Linked DNA regions of Mus musculus: region 2 is linked to region 1. A link is a contact called in public Hi-C data. All regions are on one chromosome and are shown on one strand. The core of a region is the stretch at or near the end of the contact, and the rest is flanking DNA. Distances in the headings are between cores, read along the strand shown.

Region 1 (2,685 bases), core at 119-2,618:
CTTTAAATATCCCAGAGAACTCCTTCGTCAAGGGGACATATTTAAAGTTCTGGTGAAGTCTCATTTCCCTCTCTGTCTGTCTCTGACTCCCTCTCCTTATATAGACTGCTTTTCATACCACATCTAAGAAAATTTTGCTTTCTCCCAGGGTTTCGAAGAGTTTTCTGTTTTCTTCTAAAAGTTGGGTAGTTTTAGCTTTTACCTTGAAGTTGGTGATTTATTTTAAGGTAGTGTTTATGTGTGAGAGGGAAGTGTGTGCATGTGTGTTTCTTGTATGTGGATGTCTTCTCCAGTTTACTGCTAATAATACACTACCACAGTATAGATAAAGCCTATTCTTTAGTTGTTATTGTTTTTCTTTGTACGTGTGTGTGTGTGTGTGTGTGTTGCATGCGTGCATGCATGTGCTCCGTGGGTCCACATGACTATCCTGACTCATGTCCCCAGGATTGCCAAGCAAGGACTCTTACCCAACTTAACCATTTCTCTATCCCCTGGGTAAACTTATTTTGGCTCCTACTCTGCCCTGTGGTTGAGGGGCTATGTCAGAAGGCATCGTCACATGGCAGGAGATGGGGAGTGTAGGAGAGATGCAGCCAAACAAGCTTCCACAACAGACCCACCCTAGATAACCCATTGGACCACCACTTTTCAGTCACATAAACAGACTCCCCCACGGATGAGAGCAGAGCCTCAGGCACCTCGTAAATGGGCCTGCGGATTGCACTTCTGCATTGTCTGATGAGGATGCAATGTCAACACAGGTTTTTTTGGGGGGGTGGGGTAACAAGCTATGTTCAGCCCATAGCCATTAATATCCACGTTCTCTAACACCATTGTGGAGGGGTGGGTCAAGCTTACTGGTGTGTGAGTTGCATATATTCAATTCTTTTGCAGTGTGGTTCTCTAGATGTATACAAACATGTACAGTCATAGAGCCAGCTTTAATGTCAAGATGCTGATGATAATGTTCCATCAGCCGCCCCCCCCCAGTCTCTTTTGAATTTTTTCCCTATCCTTTCCATACCTGGGAATACTGATGTTTCCTGTGCTTCTATGTCTATGCCTCATGCAGAAGGCTACTACAAATAGAAGAACTCTGAGCCACTGGTGAGAGTGGAAGCATTGCTAAGTGTGGAGCCGTTGCTGAGTATAGAATCTTTGGTGAGTGTAGAACCGTTGCTGGGTGTGGAAGTATTGGTGAGTATTAGAACCCTTGCTGGGTGTAGCCCTCTCCTCCCATTTCTTCCACACTAAGCACTTGAGATCCATCCAAGGTGGTGTATTTAACAGTAACTCATCTGCTTGTTTCTGAGTAATATCCTGTTATGTAAAGATACCATATTTGTTCATCCATTCTCTACTTGAAGGGCATTTGGGCTATTTTTAGTGTCTGGCTTTGCTGACTAAAGCAGCTTGCTATAGATTGAGCTGTCTATAATGCAAAATTTCTATGTTGCACTCTTAATCCTGAGCATCTGAGAATGGAAACCTATACAGAAGTGGGATCTTTCCGGGTATAACTAATTAAGTTAAAATGAGGTCCTAGTGAAAAAAGGAGTCCTTAACAGTATTGTTATTGCATACATGGAGAGAAGAGAGGCCACCAAAAGGCAAGAGCAGGCAAAGACACAACAAGCCCTGTGACCATAGAGGCAGGGGATGAACTCTGCAAGTCCAAGAATGATAGGGCTACCAAAAGCTGAAAGAGACTCCAAAGGATCATTCCCTAGAGAGAGAGAGGAGAGAGAGAGAGAGAGGAGAGAGAGAGAGAGAGAGAGAGAGAGAGAGAGAGAGAGAGAGAGAGAGAGCAAGTGAGCACACCTTTGGATTTGTAGACTTAATCTATGGGGGAATGATTCTGTTTGCAACTGGAGGGATGCAGTGAGACTGGAGGGATGCACTGTGACTGTGTGTTGAAGTTGAGAGTGTGTACCTGAAGTTGGGGGATTTTTCTGGTACAGATGTTGCCCAGACAAGAAGAGTGTTGATCCCAGGATGAAGCTTCACCATAGACAGAGAACCATCGTGCATTTGACCCCAGAGATCTTCCCACAAGTCTATTCAGAGGAGCTGCGAGCTGAGACATATGCACGGGTAACCTACCTTCTTACTCCAGGTCAGAGTATCTGAAAAATGCTGGTAACTCACACGCACAGGAGTGAGTTAGGCAATGCCCCCACAGTCACCGTCCACCTGATTCTTACACCATTGGCAACCTCTGAATTTTTTCTTTTTTTTCCATTTTTTATTAGATATTTAGCTCATTTACATTTCCAATGCTAAACCAAAAGTCCCCCATACCCACCCCCACCCACTCCCCTACCCACCCACTCCCCCTTTTTGGCCCTGGCATTCCCCTGTACTGGGGCATATGAGCAGATTTTACAGGGCAATCAAAGTTCTGTAAAGTCAAAAGTTGCCCATGCATTTATTAGGCTAATGCAATCTGGTTGTTAATTTATTGGGATTCTTATGCAAGCTCTGGAGCTTATTTTTGGCAATAGCTGAAGATTAGAATTGGAAACTTGTTAAAAACCTCAGATCCTTCCAATGAGCTAGCCCCATTTTAAAGTTTAGATCTTTGGTTCTCCAAACTACTTGCTAGGACCAACTCTGTGTTCCACACTGACACAGCTATTCGGCTGCTAACACCATCTCTTAGACACTTAGTTCTGTAGGAAA
Region 2 (2,685 bases), core at 120-2,619, 79 kb before region 1:
AGGTATATGCAGGGCCCTGATGATTTTCAAATTGCTTCATCTGTGCTTGCTCATCCTATGGCTGCTGTCCGTGAGCCTGGGTTATTAGACACACAGTTAACTCCACATGGCACTAAAAGTTGTGGTGTTCAAACTCTTCAGACAAACCTGTAGGTCCCACAGTCCCATAAAAATATAAATATCGGAGACCCTACCCCTTACTTTTTTAAAGGGAAGGTTGGGTTTTTTTTTCCACATTTGCTGCTTGTTTCAAGTTTAAGGCTTTTAAATCTCATTTTTGAAAGTAATTTTGTTTGCTAGGTTTTTTTTTTTCAGTGTTTGGGATTAAACACAGGGCTGTGCATATACTGGCAAGTGCCCTGCAGGTGAGTTATTTCCCTGGCTCCTTTAAAACACTCAAGTTGAAGAACAAGGTGGTTTAATGACTTACTAACATATACTTGTGACAGTGTTAAGTTTTGACTAATAGACATGCTCAGATTATACAGGAGACATCATGGTGATTATTTTCCAATTAAAATCTCCACTCATGGGTAAAATAGCAGGGTGTCATAGATTCTAGAACTACTTCACACGAAACATCTTCACAATATAGTTTGTATAGAATATGTTCATATGTATAGTTTGTTTAGAAGGCCCACATATAACGCTACTTGGGAATTTGTTGTTTTGTGGCTGAGAAAAGTTTTGTTTTCTGTTTTTATTTGCCATGACTGGAGCGCACCAGAATCTTGGACTATTTTCTTTTTTCTGTGTACCATTCTTTCTGTCCTTCCCCAAACATCCCAAACACAAAGACATCCACCTCAGTCCTCAGCCTTCAGAAGGAAGCTGATTTGTTAGTTGCTCTCCTAGGTGTCCCAGTGAGTTTAGCCTTCCATAAATAATTAAGGCCCCAAACCTTCAGTCCCTACACTCCTGATGGGGATGAGAGACCGGGCTCTCTGTGGGGTTAATGTCTGTTCTACACTTAATGTGTTACCCCCGAGCTTTCTCCCTTTGGAGAATTCTGTATTTCATGACATTTCCCCAGTCTTAAACCTGCAGTTAGCTTTTCCTGTACACACCAATGTAAGGCAAGCCTAATTAATTTTTCATTTATACTTTAAATATATTTTTAAGCATACAAAATATAGTGAACAGTGCCTTTAACGTAGAGTACAAACATTTCTTCAAACAATATGTTCATACTCTGACTCAGCAATTTAATTTATCACATTTCAGCTGGAAATGTGAGGAAATCTGTTAAGGACTGTGTGTTGGAAGCCTCGGTTATCTTATTCCCTGTTGAGTCTCATTAACTGTGGTTGTAGAGGCCCTTTAAGAGAGCATTCTACATATACTTAAGTTATCTCACGTTACAGCTTGCATCTCATGAAACATGTTTGTTTTGATAGTAACCTCCGGGATCACGTGTTGTTTTTGACCCTTCTGGCCCCCCGGAAGAGGGTGATATACAAACAGTGTGACCTGTGTGCACACTGAGGAGCAGTCTGCCCCCCTCTGCACGCCTATGGCCTGGGCATGCTTTTTTGCACGTACAGCTGGCCTGTACTTCTGCATTTCCTGGATGAACCAGTGAATGTTCGTGCTTATTTATAACAGCCTATCTCCAAAAAGGACTTCAGGCAGCTTGCACAATTGATTAATAGCCATTGGAAAAATATAGTATCCAGAGCCAAAGTCAGGTTTTATCTGGAAGAAACCTTCACCGCACTAAGCAAAACAGTTGATGGATGCCAGAAATGAGCTAAAAACTGCCCGGGAAGACTCATTAATAGTCATTATATGCTTTGTAAGCCCTGCAAATAAAAACACACCGTAGAAGCTACATAGCGCAGCAGGTTACGCCAACCAAGACCGTTTGTGATTGTGAAATGCTGGAAGCTTCGAAGATGAAGGGCATCCTTGTGGTGAAGTGTACAAAGCTCGCCTTTGAATAGGAAGGAGTCCCTCCCTGCCCGAATAGAAATTCAACACACCTACAAAGTTTTCCTACAATGGAAAATGTGAAACCAGTTAATGACTTCTTTCTGCCAGCCCAAGGAATTAACCATGCCAGAGATTTTTTTTTTAATGTATAAACAAGCAAAGAAATCCTAGACTAAGACCATGAACTTTAAAGAGAATATTGCACTTCTCACCACAGAGGTGTTATCAAGGGGACTTTGAGCAATGTGGCACTCTTAAAGCAGTGTGTTTTAAAGTATATCTAATTATTATCTAATTACCTGAACAAGTCCACTTCCTACGTGAACTACTACACGGGTCTTCTAGAGTCTTCCCCTGCTCTGTTCTGTTCTGCAGCCACTCTCCTGGCAGCAAATGTCATGCTGTTGAATGAATCGCTGTTTTCCTGTAATCTGAGACATGACATTTATTGACAGAAATTCCAGCGTGGTCACACTGGTAAGCTTACAGAGTTCTGGTTGGAAGCCACTCACATGAGAGTATCATTAGCTTTCTCTTGGCATTTTAAAGAGTCTCTTTGGATGTTTTTTCCTAGTGACCCAATGACATTTTAACATCTTAGATATCCAATTGACTCCCTTAGGTACTTCCTGTAGCCCTGTACCACAAAACAAACAAACAAACAAACAAACAAACAAACAAACAAACGGCAGTTGTTCTCATCAGTTCCACAAGGACCAAGTTTCATTCCTGTCAAAAATTCAAGACTTACAC

What was found. A called contact is a pair of places that touch in the nucleus more often than the background predicts.
Region 2: a Hi-C map of the G1E-ER4 cell line shows a contact between it and region 1, with 2.0 times the contacts expected there. The contact joins two enhancer-like sites. A contact is called at or near these places in 9 of 484 Hi-C or Micro-C datasets (the G1E-ER4 cell line, cortical neurons, embryonic stem cells and 3 more), 1 of 115 datasets of contacts at active chromatin or transcription factors (embryonic stem cells) and 1 of 9 other capture datasets (embryonic stem cells).

The regions. Positions count from the first base shown.
Region 1 is chr8:36,203,759-36,206,443 of GRCm38.p6, reverse strand. No RefSeq gene overlaps it. Among named protein-coding and RNA genes, the nearest start is that of Gm39165, 3.5 kb to the left of the region's middle. Within about 2 kb of position 1,368, at least 2 of the 459 cell types and tissues checked have an H3K27ac peak or open chromatin away from gene starts, as enhancers often do. A contact at or near this core is called in the G1E-ER4 cell line, where this site is marked.
Region 2 is chr8:36,282,500-36,285,184 of GRCm38.p6, reverse strand. The region is part of intron 1 of Gm35712 (a long non-coding RNA gene); the gene reads right to left. Among named protein-coding and RNA genes, the nearest start is that of Lonrf1, 34 kb to the right of the region's middle. Within about 2 kb of position 1,369, at least 36 of the 459 cell types and tissues checked have an H3K27ac peak or open chromatin away from gene starts, as enhancers often do. A contact at or near this core is called in the G1E-ER4 cell line, where this site is marked.